Linked DNA regions of Zea mays: region 2 is linked to region 1. The links are chromatin contacts, called in public Hi-C maps. All regions are on one chromosome and are shown on one strand. The core of a region is the stretch at or near the end of the contact, and the rest is flanking DNA. Distances in the headings are between cores, read along the strand shown. Region 1 holds the start of LOC541888 (plasma membrane intrinsic protein 2). Region 2 overlaps LOC103632291 (phosphomannomutase/phosphoglucomutase).

Region 1 (3,789 bases), core at 558-3,057:
TTAGAGATTAATTAAAAAGATTAGTAGAGATGTAAGTACTCTTGTTTTCTATTCTCATGGTTAGGATCATTAGGGGATCTCAGTACGACTCTAATATCATCGATAAACTTCTAGATTCTTAGGATCCGAATGACCCTCCAAATATCCATCCATGACTTTTGTATTGAAGTGTTCATGTACATCTATTTGATTTGCAAGAACAAGGGGTTCACACCTTGATGGCCAATGTCTAGGATGACGCTATTTGTTGTCGTGGAGTTCCGCTGTAGGAACGTCGGTGTTTAGGTGTCCTCATTCTCCTCCTCCTTCCCGCGGAGTTAGGATTTGTGGAAGGACGTCGGTGGCCAGTGCAGTGGGTGTCTTGTTCGGTTAATTCTGTTATTTATGGATTGAATGTGATTGAAAAAATTAAGAAGAAATTTGACTTACTTGAGATTTAAACTCACCTAATCCCACTCAATCTATATGAATTGAGAGTTAACCGAACAAGCCTTAACATGATTAGAGATGAATCTGATCACTAGGGGCGCTAAGGTTATCGAGACCTGGGGGTCTGAGTATGTGCGGCGACCAGGATTTGTGGAAGCAAAAAGTGTTGGCTTCCATGCTCTGTTCCATTTTATATGGCGCTCTTGTGACATAACTATGTAAGAGTTTGCGTCCTAGTGCGAATTAGGGAGAAAAGAAGATAGACTTGAGATCGGTCCTATAACTCGTATGTTAAGGGCTCATTTGAAACAAAGAAAAAATTTCTGAATACTGTGTGTTTTCCCTGTGTTTTTGAACGAAATTCTTATACCAGGATATATCTTGTGCACATGGAAGACTGGTGCATATGGTGCACATATTAAATCATCACCACTTATTTTAGATTTAACGTCTCTAATTGATAATTCAATTTACAAATAACACATTTCACCACTACACACCACCACGGTGGAAGGTGTCCTTAGCAAAATATACCAAACAACTAAAGACGTTAGATCTAAAATAAGTGATGATGATTTAATATGTGTACCATATGCATCAATCTTCCATGTAAACTAGATATGTTCTCTTCTATAAAATAATTACGTTTTCCAAAGGAGCTCTAAAGAAGGGGACTAAAAATGTCGGAAATTGCCGCCCAACCCCTTTCACTCGTCTGCCTCCAGTTCTATTCGAAGCTTGTTTTCTCGGGGGCTCTTGTTTCCTTGATTGATAGAGACTAGGGAGCGGAGCCGGGGGGTTAGTGTTTTAGCCGTTTGATTTTTAATTGACAGCGCAGGGTAACCATTGACTTACGTACATATCTTGTAACATTTTTTAAAAGTTTTATCTTGTCGCATTTTCATTTCCCCGGATTCCATCCATGGAAACTTGTACCATTTTTCCCCCTCGGAAAACAAATACCCCAGCCCATGGATTGTGGGCCTGTGGGGGGATCCTTGGCTTTACAGCACAAACCTCGATAGCCTATCCAGCCAGCATCGTTGGATTGGAGCACGCAAACAAAACCAAAAGGGAGAGCGACAGCGTCAGGAAATAATACCCAGGGGAAAAAACAGAGAGAGAAAGAAAAGAAAAGAAAAGAAAAGGCCATTCAATCTTATCAACACAAAGTTGATTTAATAAAAAAAGGCAGGAATCGGTACAGAAGCTGCTGAATTTTCTGTTCCATTCCATCAAGCAATAATGAAGCGGGGGAGCATGGCCCGCCCCAGCCTTGCAGCACTATTGTGCTTTGTTGTCACTTACCTACTCTTCACTCCCTCCATAAATAGCACCACTGCACCCTCTCCTTCGCGCACTCATCCATTCCATCATCCCCTTTGCAAGTATAGTCTCTCTGCTAAGCGAAGCGAAGCTTCAAGCTAGTCTCGGCGGCTCTAGAAGACGATGGGCAAGGACGACGTGATCGAGAGCGGCGCTGGCGGCGGCGAGTTCGCTGCCAAGGACTACACGGACCCTCCCCCGGCGCCGCTGATCGACGCGGCGGAGCTGGGGTCCTGGTCGCTGTACCGCGCCGTGATCGCCGAGTTCATCGCCACGCTGCTGTTCCTGTACATCACGGTGGCCACCGTGATCGGGTACAAGCACCAGACGGACGCGTCGGCGTCGGGCGCCGACGCGGCGTGCGGCGGCGTGGGCGTGCTGGGCATCGCCTGGGCCTTCGGCGGCATGATCTTCGTCCTCGTCTACTGCACCGCCGGCATCTCGGGGGGCCACATCAACCCCGCCGTCACCTTCGGCCTCTTCCTGGCGCGCAAGGTCTCCCTGGTGCGCGCGCTGCTCTACATCGTGGCGCAGTGCCTCGGCGCCATCTGCGGCGTCGGCCTCGTCAAGGCGTTCCAGAGCGCCTACTTCGACAGGTACGGCGGCGGCGCCAACTCGCTCGCCTCCGGCTACTCCCGCGGCACCGGCCTCGGCGCCGAGATCATCGGCACCTTCGTGCTCGTCTACACCGTCTTCTCCGCCACCGACCCCAAGCGCAACGCCCGCGACTCCCACGTCCCGGTGAGCACCCGACCAACGCCACCGCCTTCTCCTTTTTTTTTTGTTTTGTTTTTGTCTCGACCCTCGGTCTGCTGCTACCTGCTAGTAAGTAGCTGTTTGTTGGGAGTAGTAGTATTTTATTTTTAAAACTAGCTTAAAAGTTCGCTTGTCTTAATCAGTTGGCATCAGTCGTAAGTTGAGTCCCAGGCGAGCTTAATTAGAGCTCAAGTTATGCTAGCTAACATGCTCAAATCTCGGCAATGTACATGGCGCACGTGAAAAAAGAAAATTTCCGTTCACGGGCAGAGAGAGGGAAAGGAGTAGCACAACAAATACAAAAAGGCAGGAGAATATCCATTTTTTCTTGATCGGCTGTGCTACGCAGCGCTGTGGCTAGCACATATTTTGAAGCTAGCACATATTTTCAAGCTAGCAGCAAGGCCACAACAGTTAGCACTCAGCAGCACATCTATTATTTGCTCCATCCAAGATGAATTTCTTTGCCGTAGACTGAAGTGTTTCGTTTTATACTATTTTTGTTTTGTTTTTGAAAGATTCTCCTGCGGACTATTTTGTTCTTCCATGGACCATGCATGTTTATGTACTGCTCTAAATTACTCTGTTCGTGGCTTCCATGAGGATTAAAATCTTCATAAAGTTAAAACGTGTGGAAGGCCGGCGAATCAATCAATCATGTGTTGTGTCAGGATGCGTGAGCTCCAAATCTTCTGGCACTCATCACTCACCAGTACTAGCACCCCTGCGTCATTAAGGCTTTCATAGTCGTGATAATGACCGTTATTAACGCACACTCGGTGGAACATTCGAGTGGGAGTGCATCCACGTCATGGTCAGGCTAGGGGCCAACCATCGGCATCACCCCCGGCCCGGACATATAATTAAAGAGCTCCGGCCTTATCTTTCTGTGCATGCATGCCATCATCTCCATTGTGCAGACGCGAAAGAAAGCACTGCATTTTTTTTACCGCTCCCATCCACTGACCGCCATTGACGGCACAGCAACAGTAAACAAATTTCGGGCCGGGTAGTGCTACGGGTCAGTGGCGGGCCCCCGGCGTGTAAAAAGCTGAGCTGGGGGGGGGGGTCTGGTCCGGCCCTGTAGGGGTACATGGTCCGACCGGTAGGTCGGGTCCATCCAGTCCTTGTCGTGATTAGCTAGTCCGTGCACCGTGCACGCCCTACCTCCCTTGTGTCCCATGCCATGTGGGCCTCTCGTCACCTCTGTCCCTCCATGGCCATGATGATGAATTATTGGCGCCCTCGCACCGTACCTTCGTCCTTTGCTCCTACTCT
Region 2 (3,835 bases), core at 202-2,701, 330 kb before region 1:
ATGGCTGAGTCGAGCGCATGATTCGCACCACCAACAACATGTTGCGTTGCCTCCTCTTTCAGGCGTCTCTCCCCGCCCCACCTTCCTCTGCCCATGTTGCCACACCCTACGCCCTTGCCTCCACTTGGCACCGTCGTCTTGACCACTCTGGCCACGACGTTCTTTCTCGACTCTCGGCCACCTCGGCCATTCCTTGTCCTCGCGGCGACGCCACATCGCTTTGTCATGCGCTTGGGCGTCACACTTGCTTACCTTTTTCCTATTCCACGCCCCGCGCTACTCGCCCCTTCGACCTCATCCACTATGACCTCTGGACATCCCCAGCATCTCTGGTATCTAGCTAGGTATAGTTGTTTTTCTCCCCTTTCCTCCCACCTAGCCACTGCCCCTGCCTGTACCCGTGCTACAGTAGCCAGCTGACCTCCTCCCCCTTCCCCTCCTCCGGCGACCCTCCCTGATAGTTCGTCTCCGCGCGCGTGGATCCGTGCCCTCGCCGCAAGTTCGCAGTCGCGCCTGCTTGAGATCCTTTGTACAGGCTGATGCAACCGCTATCCTCTGGTCGGCGCGGCTGCCCTGCTTTTGGTCAGCGTGTCCATCCTCCTAGCCATCGCTGCGACGCCCAGCGCTCCTGTAGGCCGGCGAGGCCGCCCTCCATTCGACTGACGCGACTGCCCTCCATCTAGGGGTGGTAATGGATCGCGATCCAAATACCTCTTCACAATTTGGTAAGGCCCTAAATTATTTCTAGTTCAAAAATGAATAAAAACAAAGCCCGATCCTAATCCGATTTGATCCTTAAGTTTTATAGTGTAAAATTTGAGGCCCATTGTCAGCCCTACCTCCATCTGGCCGGCGCGACCGTCCTCCACCAGGCCGGCGCGACCGCTTTGCCCCCTGCCGTCCTCTCCACGGCTCCCGTCGGTGCCCCCCTGTACACAGTGAGCTACGCGCGCCCTCTCTGGCTCGACGCCTCTCGTACTCTTGGATGTCTCCCCATCTTCCTCTAGCGTCGGTAGGGATGATAATGGGCTATACATTTTGCACTATAAGATTTAAGGATCGAATCGGGTTAGGATCGGGCTCTATTTCTAGTCATTTTTGAACTATAATTTATTTAGGGCCTTGACATTTTGTGAAGAACCATTTGGATCACGATCCATTACCACCCATAGGCGTCGGCAAGGTCCTGCTTGCGCCGTCGCCCAGCAGCACCAACGCACAACCCTTGCTACCTCCTCCGACGGTGGGATCTTTATCGCTTTCCTCCCCGCGCTTCCCAGCCCCGCCATACACACGCATCTCGTGACGCCCGAGGCCACGCCGATGCCGTCTAGCTTCACCTCCGCCATGGCGGAGCTCCCGACGCTCCCTAAAGCCATGGCGCGGCTGTCCCGGCCCCAAGTGCTAGCTGGCCTCTCCTTTCGCCGCTGGTCCCTTGCGGCCCTGACGCGTCCCCTTCGACTCCCTGCAACCATGGCGCTCTCGCCTCCGCCCACAGTGGCCCTGACGCACCTCTACCGGCTGTGGGCAGCCCCATCGCCCCTGCTCTGCCCCCCTCCGGCCTCACGCCGGCCGGTCGTGTCTTCACCCCCTTGCCGACGGTTAGCTCTCCTCCCCTTGGGTGCATCCCCTGCTCCTGCGCCTTCAGTGCGCCACAACTGATCACAGTTGTCGCACACTGCCCGCGATTGCGTAGCCCCCTCCCCATCTCGCGCCCGGCGCCGCTTGGTGGTGGCAGCGGTGGTGTCCATGGCAGCCAACATAGCCGCAGTGGTGGCGGCGGTGGACGTGTCCATCGGGGCGACGACGGGAGGGCGCCGCAGCAGGGGCTCCGCTGGACGGGGTGGGACGCGGCTCTGCTGGCTTCCAGGGGGCGTCGATGGCCGGAGACGTACAGGTGTCGGGTGCTGCAGGGCCGGGCGCGGTCGGCCTGGCGGCTGCGGCCTGGTTCGATCGGAGAGGCGAGGGGCGGCGTCGGGGCGCCGGATCGGCAGGCGGCGCGACGGCCTGGGCCGGTCGCGGGCGCCTGGGCAGGAGCGGTGGCGCTGCTCGGTCGCGGGCCGCTGGGCGTCGGGGAGGCGAGGCGGGCGCGACTCTGGGCGCGGGGCTGCGCGGCCCTGAACGGGCGGCTCGGCAGGGCGCCGGGGCGTGCGGCCGGATGAGCAGGGGCGGGTGTACGGACCGGGCGGGGTGCAGAGCTCGGCGCGCGGGCGTCGGGTCCTCGGCGGCAGTCGGCGACGAGCGGCGGCTACGGGAGCGCGGCTCCGGAGGCAGCGGGCGGCCTGGAGCAGGCGGGCGCGCGAGCGCAGGCGGCGGGCGGCCTGGCGCAGGCGCGGCCAAGCGCACGGCGTCGCGGGAGTGCGACGGATGCGCGGGTACGGGAGGGCTCTGGGCGCGACGGGAAACGGGAGGGCGGCGCGCCGGGGAGGGAGGCTGGCGGCCGGAGGTGGGAGGGAAAGGAGACGGTGGCTGGAGCCGGCGGCGGGGAGGAGGCCGGTCGTTTGGGACCGACGGCTGAAAAAAAAACCTAAACCTAAACCTAGCTCTTTGATACCATGTTGGAATAGGAACCCATACCCTAAACAGGGGTTGGGAGTGATATTAATAGAGTGAGTAACTGGGCCAGGCCCATTACACAGGGGGTATAACGGTCATTACAATGGGAATAACACAAACCCTAGACGGGTAGTCTAACAGCGACGAACCTTACCTCCACCGTGGTTCTCGAGCATCCCTACTATGTGCGCGTCTTCCTTTACACTGACCATCTTCTCCGGGGCACCTTCGTGACCTTTGATCGTGTCATGAATCGTATTCTCCGTTACTGCATCGAGCTCCACCCTCAGACGGGCCGCCACACTACTGGGTTGTTTGTGTTTCCCAGCACCACAATTGTCTTCATGACGACCGAGGCCTTGTCCTCTTCCCCATTCACGCTTGCCGTCAGCATGCTCATCACTGCCGACCCCAGCACCCCTTCCGGTGGCTCTGTGGGTGTGTCACCGCTGGCTCTCTCATCCTTCATATCATCGCCACCGCCTCCTCCCACCGACTAGGTTGCCAACTCTGGCGTCTCGTTCCATACCATTCCTGACCCTAGAGTTGTCTCTTTACCTCATTCTCTTAGCCCCACATTCCATTCATCATTGTCGGTAATGGGTTGACTCTACCTGTCACCTTAGTAGGTGACAGTTCTTCCTGGTCCTTTCTACCTCAGCGACATTTTTGTTGTCCCAACATCATCTAGAACCTTCTCTTGGTCCGTCGCTTCACCACTGATAACCGTTGTTCTATGGAGTTCGATCCCTGGGGACTTACCATACGAGATCTTACTGTTGCTGTGGTTGCTCGATGCGACAGCTCCATCCCCTTATATTCCATTCGTTTCTCCCCTCCAGCGCCGAGGCCGAGTACCTCACTGTGGCTAATGGCGTCGCTGAGGCGGCATGGCTTCGTCAGCTGCTCCAGGAGCTGCACAGTCCGTTGACATGGAGCACACTTGTCTACTGTGATAACGTCAGTGCCATGTATCTCTCCACCAATCCTGTTCAGCACCAGCGCACAAATCATGTTGAGCTCGACCTCTACTTCGTCCGCGAGCGTGTCGCCGTCGGGGATGTGCGAGTTCTCTATGTCCCGACCACTTCTCAGTTTGTCGACATCTTCACCAAGGGCCTAACTACATCGTTATTTGAGGAGGTTTGGTCCAGTCTTAACATCTGTCGTGGCTAGAATTTCGACCACGAGAGTGTTAGAGTTATTTGTGGCTTTGTATTGTAATGGGGTGTTTTCTATGTAATGGGCTTAGGGCCAACAACTCTATTATAAATATAGC

Evidence for each region. A called contact is a pair of places that touch in the nucleus more often than the background predicts.
Region 2: a Hi-C map of endosperm shows a contact between it and region 1, with 2.1 times the contacts expected there. The contact joins the enhancer-like site here to the promoter of LOC541888 in region 1. A contact is called at or near these places in 6 of 25 Hi-C or Micro-C datasets (bundle sheath, ear, endosperm and 3 more).

What each region holds. Positions count from the first base shown.
Region 1 is chr7:42,615,496-42,619,284 of Zm-B73-REFERENCE-NAM-5.0, reverse strand. LOC541888 (plasma membrane intrinsic protein 2) reads left to right here and starts at 1,807. Exons shown (of 3, transcript NM_001111554.2): 1 at 1,807-2,496. The coding sequence starts at 1,879.
Region 2 is chr7:42,940,962-42,944,796 of Zm-B73-REFERENCE-NAM-5.0, reverse strand. All of the region lies in intron 14 of LOC103632291 (phosphomannomutase/phosphoglucomutase), which reads left to right. Among protein-coding and RNA genes, the nearest start is that of LOC103632291, 60 kb to the left of the region's middle. Within about 2 kb of position 1,451, at least 1 of the 20 cell types and tissues checked has an H3K27ac peak or open chromatin away from gene starts, as enhancers often do. A contact at or near this core is called in endosperm, where this site is marked.